Linked DNA regions of Oryzias latipes: region 1 is linked to region 2. The links are chromatin contacts, called in public Hi-C maps. All regions are on one chromosome and are shown on one strand. The core of a region is the stretch at or near the end of the contact, and the rest is flanking DNA. Distances in the headings are between cores, read along the strand shown.

The links. A called contact is a pair of places that touch in the nucleus more often than the background predicts.
Region 1: a Hi-C map of embryo shows a contact between it and region 2, with 2.1 times the contacts expected there. The contact joins the promoter of soga1 here to the promoter of lrrc47 in region 2. A contact is called at or near these places in 2 of 5 Hi-C or Micro-C datasets (embryo and fibroblasts).

Annotation. Positions count from the first base shown.
Region 1 is chr7:6,056,957-6,060,649 of ASM223467v1, reverse strand. It overlaps soga1 (protein SOGA1), which reads left to right and starts at 1,785. Exons shown (of 24, transcript XM_023956415.1): 1 at 1,785-3,537. The coding sequence starts at 2,584.
Region 2 is chr7:5,833,221-5,836,644 of ASM223467v1, reverse strand. It overlaps lrrc47 (leucine-rich repeat-containing protein 47), which reads right to left and starts at 2,034. Exons shown (of 8, transcript XM_004070315.4): 1 at 2,001-2,034; 2 at 865-1,544. The coding sequence starts at 2,034. It overlaps slc35c2 (solute carrier family 35 member C2), which reads right to left. Exons shown (of 9, transcript XM_020704468.2): 9 at 2,447-3,348. The coding sequence ends at 3,223.

The DNA of each region.
Region 1 (3,693 bases), core at 536-3,035, 220 kb before region 2:
TGTGTGGGGCAATATTGTTTCTTTGTTTAAACTCTCTTTAATTATTACTTTAATTCCTATTGCTACTAACACAATGGCTGCTCATTCATAACTAATTTAAAAGTTTATGCTTCTACAATCCGTATATCAAAACAAAATAAAAACACCAAAAAGAATTATGTTTTCCTCCAAATGCAGAGTCCTTTAAAACAGGACCCAGCATGGATAATGTATGTTTTAAGTTTGCAACAATTAAGAGGTAAAAAAAAACTTTTGAATTAGTGTCTCAGGTTGATTCTAAAAATAATAATTTTAAAGTGTTATTTTGTAGATTGCAAAGATGAATGGAAAGGACTGAATTGAATTTATTTATTGAATATGGACCGACATAAAAACATAGACATACTACAAAAAAATTGCTTCATGCCCATATCCTAACACGGAGACACATCAAAAGGAATAAAAAACACACGTTAGATCAACCCATTAAAACATGCTGTACGTATACAGCGCTGCTGCTGGTAAAACCAAGACTTAGTTTGTTTTTTACATTAGCAAAAGACGTTTTGGAAAAAGGAACCTTTCGGTTTCCACTGGACTGTGTTGCCTTTAAAATGGAGCTCTCCTGCTCAAAAGGAAAAGATACGCTCATGATAATGATCATACATGACAGACAGATGAATAGAGATGGGATCAAACAACAATGGCAAATGCAAAACTGTGCTCTTGATCACAGACAGGGCTCTCATCCCATCTCATAAAGAGTTGCGTCATATAAACTTCTGATGTCTTAAACTTAAAGGACTTGCACTACTTTCATCATCACCTTTCTTATTATAATTCTCCTTCACTAAAATCAAATTCCCTCCTCTACTGAATAAATAATGTCCTTTAGTCTGATTGGTAAACACTGCAGTTTTGCTGACTCATGAATCATTCATAGAGTTGGGTTCAGGATAACACCAAACAGGCACCATTTGTAAAGACAGCACTGATTAAATGATGGTCAGCTAGACAGGAGCTAAAAAGAAAAATCCATTGCAAACCAAAAAAAGCCTTTCATTAAACAAGCTGTCTAATCTGGTGGATGACTTTTTAGTGGTTGATATCAAGTCATGGAGAAGAAAACACATAGAAATCAATCTTTAGATTTCTCAGAGGCTTTTTGGGTCACAGTGGTGTGAAGAACAAAAAACCTTCATGCATTCCAAAGCTTATTAATGCAATCAAGGACTGTTTATAGGACATTATTTCTCATTTTTAGGGAAATTAGTTACCCATTGTGTTTCACTGTCCCAGGATTGGGTTAAATTTCTCAGTGGCATGTGTTGGCACATTTTTAGCATGAGAACTTCAAAAACCGGTAAGTGCATTGCAGGATGATGCATCTAGTTCCAATGGAGGTTGCCTCACCTTCTGGGTTTCTGTTTGCACAAATGCAGTGATGATGACTCATTAAATTCACTGTAAACTGTTCAGTTAACCAGCAGCTGCAGACGTTTGTCTTGGATTGACATTGCATTTTTCAGTGTGGTTGTTTTTTTATTAGAAATTTGGAACAGTCATTACGACAAACAACCTTAGGTGGTTCTTAACAAATAAAGATTGCGTTGCTGCGATCATACAAATATATTTTAAATGTAAAAGTGCACTTAGGTCCGCATCAGAATTTATTAATTGCAAGTGATAAACAGTGCATTATTCAGTCGTAAAAAGAAAAAAAATTCAGAATGAATAAATAATAAAACATGCATCATTTGGTCATTAAAAACACAACATTACAACTGAATAATTTAGAGCTAATAAATAAAAAAGTGCATCAATTAGTCATTAAAAACCAGAAATAACTAATTAATTTGCCACTAATAAAATGTTTCATTAAAACCAAAAATTTATATACTTTATAATAAGTAAAAAAATGACATTTAAAAATACATGATAATTATTTCGATACAAGAAATGACATTTGGGCATTTTTGTTTCCAAAATACACAAAAATTATTGTTTACATGTAGGCCTATCAGTGTACTTTATATTTTTACTTTTGCTTCTTTTTGCTTTATACTACGTTTAGATTTTTTTGGAGTTTAATGGAGACTTTAGTGGGTCATTTGAATGTCATGTGTCATGTTCTGCTTTGTTGCACATTTTTTCCTGTAAACTCTGCAGTGGCGGAGACAGAAAACTGCAGAAAGCAGAGGAGTCCGCTACTCCACAGCTCCATCCCAGTATCTGGGCGGAGAGAGGAGGGGAGAGATAGTGACCACACAGCCACAACAGCGCCTCGGCGCTTCTTCTCGCTCAGACCTGGCAGGGGAAACAACAGCGGCCAGTCAATGCAGTTCATGCAGAATCCGAACAACAAAGACAAGAGGCGGGATTCCCTCTAAATCCACTGCACATCCAGGAGAAAGCTGCATCGGAACCGTTGAATGTTTTGCAGGTTTGGAACTTCCGGCTGGTCCTGTTGCGCCGCGCGCGCTTCCATTAGCGCCGGACGTCTCCTCTTTGTGCGCCTCGCAGTTCCGTCTCCAACTTCTGCCGCCTATTTCAGCGAATAGGGGCTGCCGTTTCGCCGTTATCGGGTGGTACCAAACGGAATGAATGACAAAAACAAAGGAGGTTGATGTTCAGAACTCTCCGACCCGCCTCGCCATCGCCTCGCCAAAGGAACGGAGACTCCATCTCCGGCAGAAGATGGACAGCGGAGGCGGGACGGAGAGCTCGGACGGCGGAAAGAGCGACCGCCCTGACTCCACCGGGCTCCCGGCTGCGGCGCCCGTGCTGCCTCCAGGCGAGAAGAAAAAGATCCACCGGGCTCCGTCCCCGGCCAGACCGAAGGATGTACCGGGGTGGTCGTTCACGAAGATCCGCGGGGGCATCGGGACCCCGACTCTGAGCGTGAAGCCCGGAGCCATGATCCACTTGGGAAGCCGCATTTCCAGGCGCAGTCCGGTGGGGAGCCTCGCTGCGAAGGACGGGAAGGCTGAGAGGGGTGGCGGCAAAACAACCAGTAAATCCTCCGGTGGGGTGTCCAGGACCTCGGCATCCAAGACGGCTAAAAGCAGCGGGGGGCGGAGAAAGGTGTCTGACGCCAGCACAGGGTCCGAGGATTTATCCAAGGACTCTGGCTGCGCGCCCGGGAAGCTCTCCCCGACCGACAGCAGCTCCGAGCTGTCGGACTGCGCCTCGGAGGAGAACAAGCTCTCCACGGACGCGATGAGCAGCGACGCCGAGTCAAGGAGCAGCCGGGGCGGCGGAGCGGAGGGCGACAAGCCGCCCAGGGAAGGCTGGCTGGCGGATGCAGCGAACCAGCGAGTCGCCAAGTCCACCAGCTGGTGCGCAGAGAAAGACAAGGACCGACTGTCTGTGGGCACGGAGACCGGGGTAGGGAGCGCATCCCCCGGTGAGGAACGGTCGTTCACCTCGGTGGACAGCAGGGTTCCAGCCAGCACCTCCCTCGCCTTCTCAGACCTGACAGAGGAGTTCATGGACAGCATGCAGGAGGAGTTCATCAGGGAAATAGAGGAGCTCAGGTCTGAGAATGATTACCTCAAAGTAAGAGCCAATTCTTTGACTATTCCAGCTTTTCTCTGGAATTCAATTCTCATTTTGTTTGACACTTTTCCTTCATTTATTCAAAGATTTGTGCTTGCACCAATACATTGCTTCGTCCATGTATGTCTGTGCTTTTATCAGCATAAACAGTTGTAC
Region 2 (3,424 bases), core at 785-3,284:
CCCCAGATGTCTGGAGAAGACTTGAGGTGTCTGGAGAAGACGTCAGGTGTCTGGAGAAGACGTCAGGTGTCTGTAGAAGACTTGAGGTGTATGACGAAGACGCCAGATGTCTGGAGAAGAGGCCAGATGTCTGGAGAAGACGCCAGATGTCTGGAGAAGACTCCAGATGTCTGGATAAGACGTCAGGTGTCTGAAGAAGAGGCCAGATGTCTGGAGAAGACTCTAGATGTCTGGAGAAGACGCTAGGTGTCTGGAGAAGACTTGAGGTGTCTGACGAAGATGTCAGGTGTCTGGGGAAGACGCCAGATATCTGGAGAAGACGCCAGATGTCTGGAGAAGACGCTAGGTGTCTGGAGAAGACTTGAGGTGTCTGACGAAGATGTCAGGTGTCTGGGGAAGACGCCAGATGTCTGGAGAAGACTTGAGGTGTCTGGAGAAGACCCCAGATGTCTGGAGAAGACGCCAGATGTCTGAAGAAGACTTGAGGTGTCTGACGAAGACGTCAGGTGTCTGACGAAGATGTCAGGTGTCTGCAAAAGACGTCAGATGTCTGGAGAACACTCCAGATGTCTGGAGAAGACGCCAGATGTCTGGAGAAGACGCCAGATGTCTGGATAAGACGTCAGGTGTCTGAAGAAGACTTGAGGTGTCTGACGAAGACGTCAGGTGTCTGCAAAAGACGTCAGATGTCTGGAGAACACTCCAGATGTCTGGATAAGACCCCAGATGTCTGGAGAAGACTTGAGGTGTCTGACAAAGACGTCAGGTGTCTGGAGAAGACGCCAGATGTCTGGAGAAGACGCCAGCCGTCTGGAGAACACGGAGAAGATGTCAGGTGAGAAGCTGAGCAGAAGCTGAGCAGACCTTCAGAGCAGCGAGCTGATGAATGTCTCCACTGAGCTCCTGGATGCAGTTATCAGAAGCCACCAAGGAGCTGAGCAGTTCCAGGTCCCTGGAGAAGAGGTCCGGGGGGAAGGCTGTGAGGCGGTTCTTGGAGACGTTGATGGTGGAGAGTTTAGAGCATCGGCTGAGTCCATCCGGCAGAAGCTCCAGGCTGTTGCAGCTGGCGTTCAGAGTCCTCAGCTCCGGCAGCTGGGTGATCTCCTCCGGTACCGCCGTGAGGTTGTTGACCGAAACGTCCAGGACCTTCAGAGCCTTGAGGCGGCCGATGACGTGCGGGATGGAGGCGAGCTTGTTTCTGCACAGGATGAGGCTCTGGAGGTTCGTCAGGAGTTGGATGTCCGCGTGGATCTCCGTCAAGCTCGGACACTGGCTAACCTCCAGGTAATTGAGCAGCTTTAAGGAGTAGATGGAGGCGTCGAGTCCCTGGTTGGAGGAGACCCTCTCGTCTATGGCGGGGCCGTGAAGAACCAGTTCACGCCTCTTCTCTGTCGCTGCTTTTTCTATTTCTGGCCAAACGTCTGTGTCATCCATCCTGCTGCTCAAGCTAGAACGGATGAAGCACGCGCGGCAGACCAACAGGACGGCTTCCGGTTCATTTCCGGTTATTTCAAAATAACACAACAGTGCTTGACGACACACGTCTGTGAAGAAGAGGCATCACATTTACATGTACTAATGCAGTAAAACGCTGAAATATATATTTTTTCCAAATGTAATATTTATTTTTTCTTTACTTTCTTTTAGTTTTATTATAAATAAAAGGCCCCGCTTTTATATTGAAGTGGACAAGTTAAAGGAATTTTGAGCAGTGCGCCCTCATGTGGCGCATATCGGTACTGTTGTTTCAAAGGCACTGCAGGAGTTTCTGGGGATTTCAAGCATAAATCCACACGCAGCCCCTTCAGCCGACTCTTACTGAAATACTTTTAATACTAACAAACTTTTATTGTTGTTAGGAACAGCATTAATATCAGGTTGGGTAAGGACACCATAATTGATGTAGTTAGCAGGTTATTTTGATGCCAATACAAAAAAAAACTTTACAAAATAATATAATTTTGTGTTTTTAAGGGTTTGTAAATTCCTGTTTCAATTACCCAATTCGACCTGTGTCTGGCTTTTAGGCACCATGGCTGTCCGGTTAAAAAGAAAAAAAAATTCTGTCAAAAACATGGGATTTTTATCTCAATCTCTCATTTTAAATTCATCAGTATTTATTCAATCAGTTGCCATAGTAACTCAGTCTGTGAACCTGATATGTTGAGCCTTGATGCATTCTCTCCTCCCACATGAACCTGCAGAGGTTTTCAGGATCAACAACATCTTAGTTCCACATTCTCTGACTGAACGACTGCTCAGATTATTTATTTCAACTGTTTATTTTTTTTCTCCAAAAGAAGCAATTTTACCTTTTGGGATGGTTCACTTTTACAATGTCAGAATAGTCCTCAGGAAAGTCTAGCATCTAGGGAAGAATGTAACACCTTAATGGATTTAATCTGCTTTTAAATTAGAGTTTGTGTGGAGAAAGAAGTCAGGACACTTCAGCTTTTCATCTCTTTATTTCTCATACTCCTTAAAAAAAAAAAAAAAAAAACGAAATCACGATTGAATATTAAATTATACCAGCTTAGTGATTAACTTTAGAAAACCTTTCATGTCCTCTGAACAGTATTTAGAAATGGTTTTGATAGCAGCAAATAAGGCACTTGAAGGTCTTTAAATGAAAATGTTTAAGGTCTTTCAGTTACACGCAGTAAAGGAATGTTTCTGCTTTACTCTGACACAAAGCTAACAAACATTTCACACATCACCAGATCGTCTGTTAACATGTAAGTTTGGAGATAAGTCTTCAAACTGAGTCCCGTTGATTCAGGAAGTCCTTTACCAAAGTTTGTCATATTTCCAGATTTACTGATGGTGTTGCAGATCAACCACTCTGTTTTACAAATTTAAATATCAATAATTATCAAACCTAAAAAAGGATTGCAAATCCGGCTGCAAAACTAAAAAAACGAATCCAAATGTATTTCATGTATAACTTTTTCTCTAATGTCTTAGAGCTGGGTCTTTCCCCATCCTGGGACAGTTTTCAGATTAAACTAAATCAAAGAGTTTTAGATATTCTAACTGTCAAACACGCGTCATTCGTACCAAAAGGCCCCCCCTTTGTAAACCACAGTGGATGCTGTGTTGAGAAGGGGGGGTCCCTGAGAGGCAGGTCGATGAAGGAAACAGTTTCCTGACGTCATCTGACGGAATGTTCTGGTGTTCAGACCTGCAGGTAAAAACTGAAGGATTCCGTGTTGGGACGTCAGTTTAGCACCATTTCCTGCTCTTTACCCTCGTCTTCGTCGGTGGTGGAGTCTTGATCGCTTTCCTGCCGTAACAGCGGCAGCGCCAGCTTGGAGCTCCTGTTGTGCTGCTGCAGAGACGGCAGTTTATCTGCGGAAAACAACGCTTACATTACTTCAAACACACACAGTAACAGAAGCAAAACGATTTCTTTAAATAAAATAGC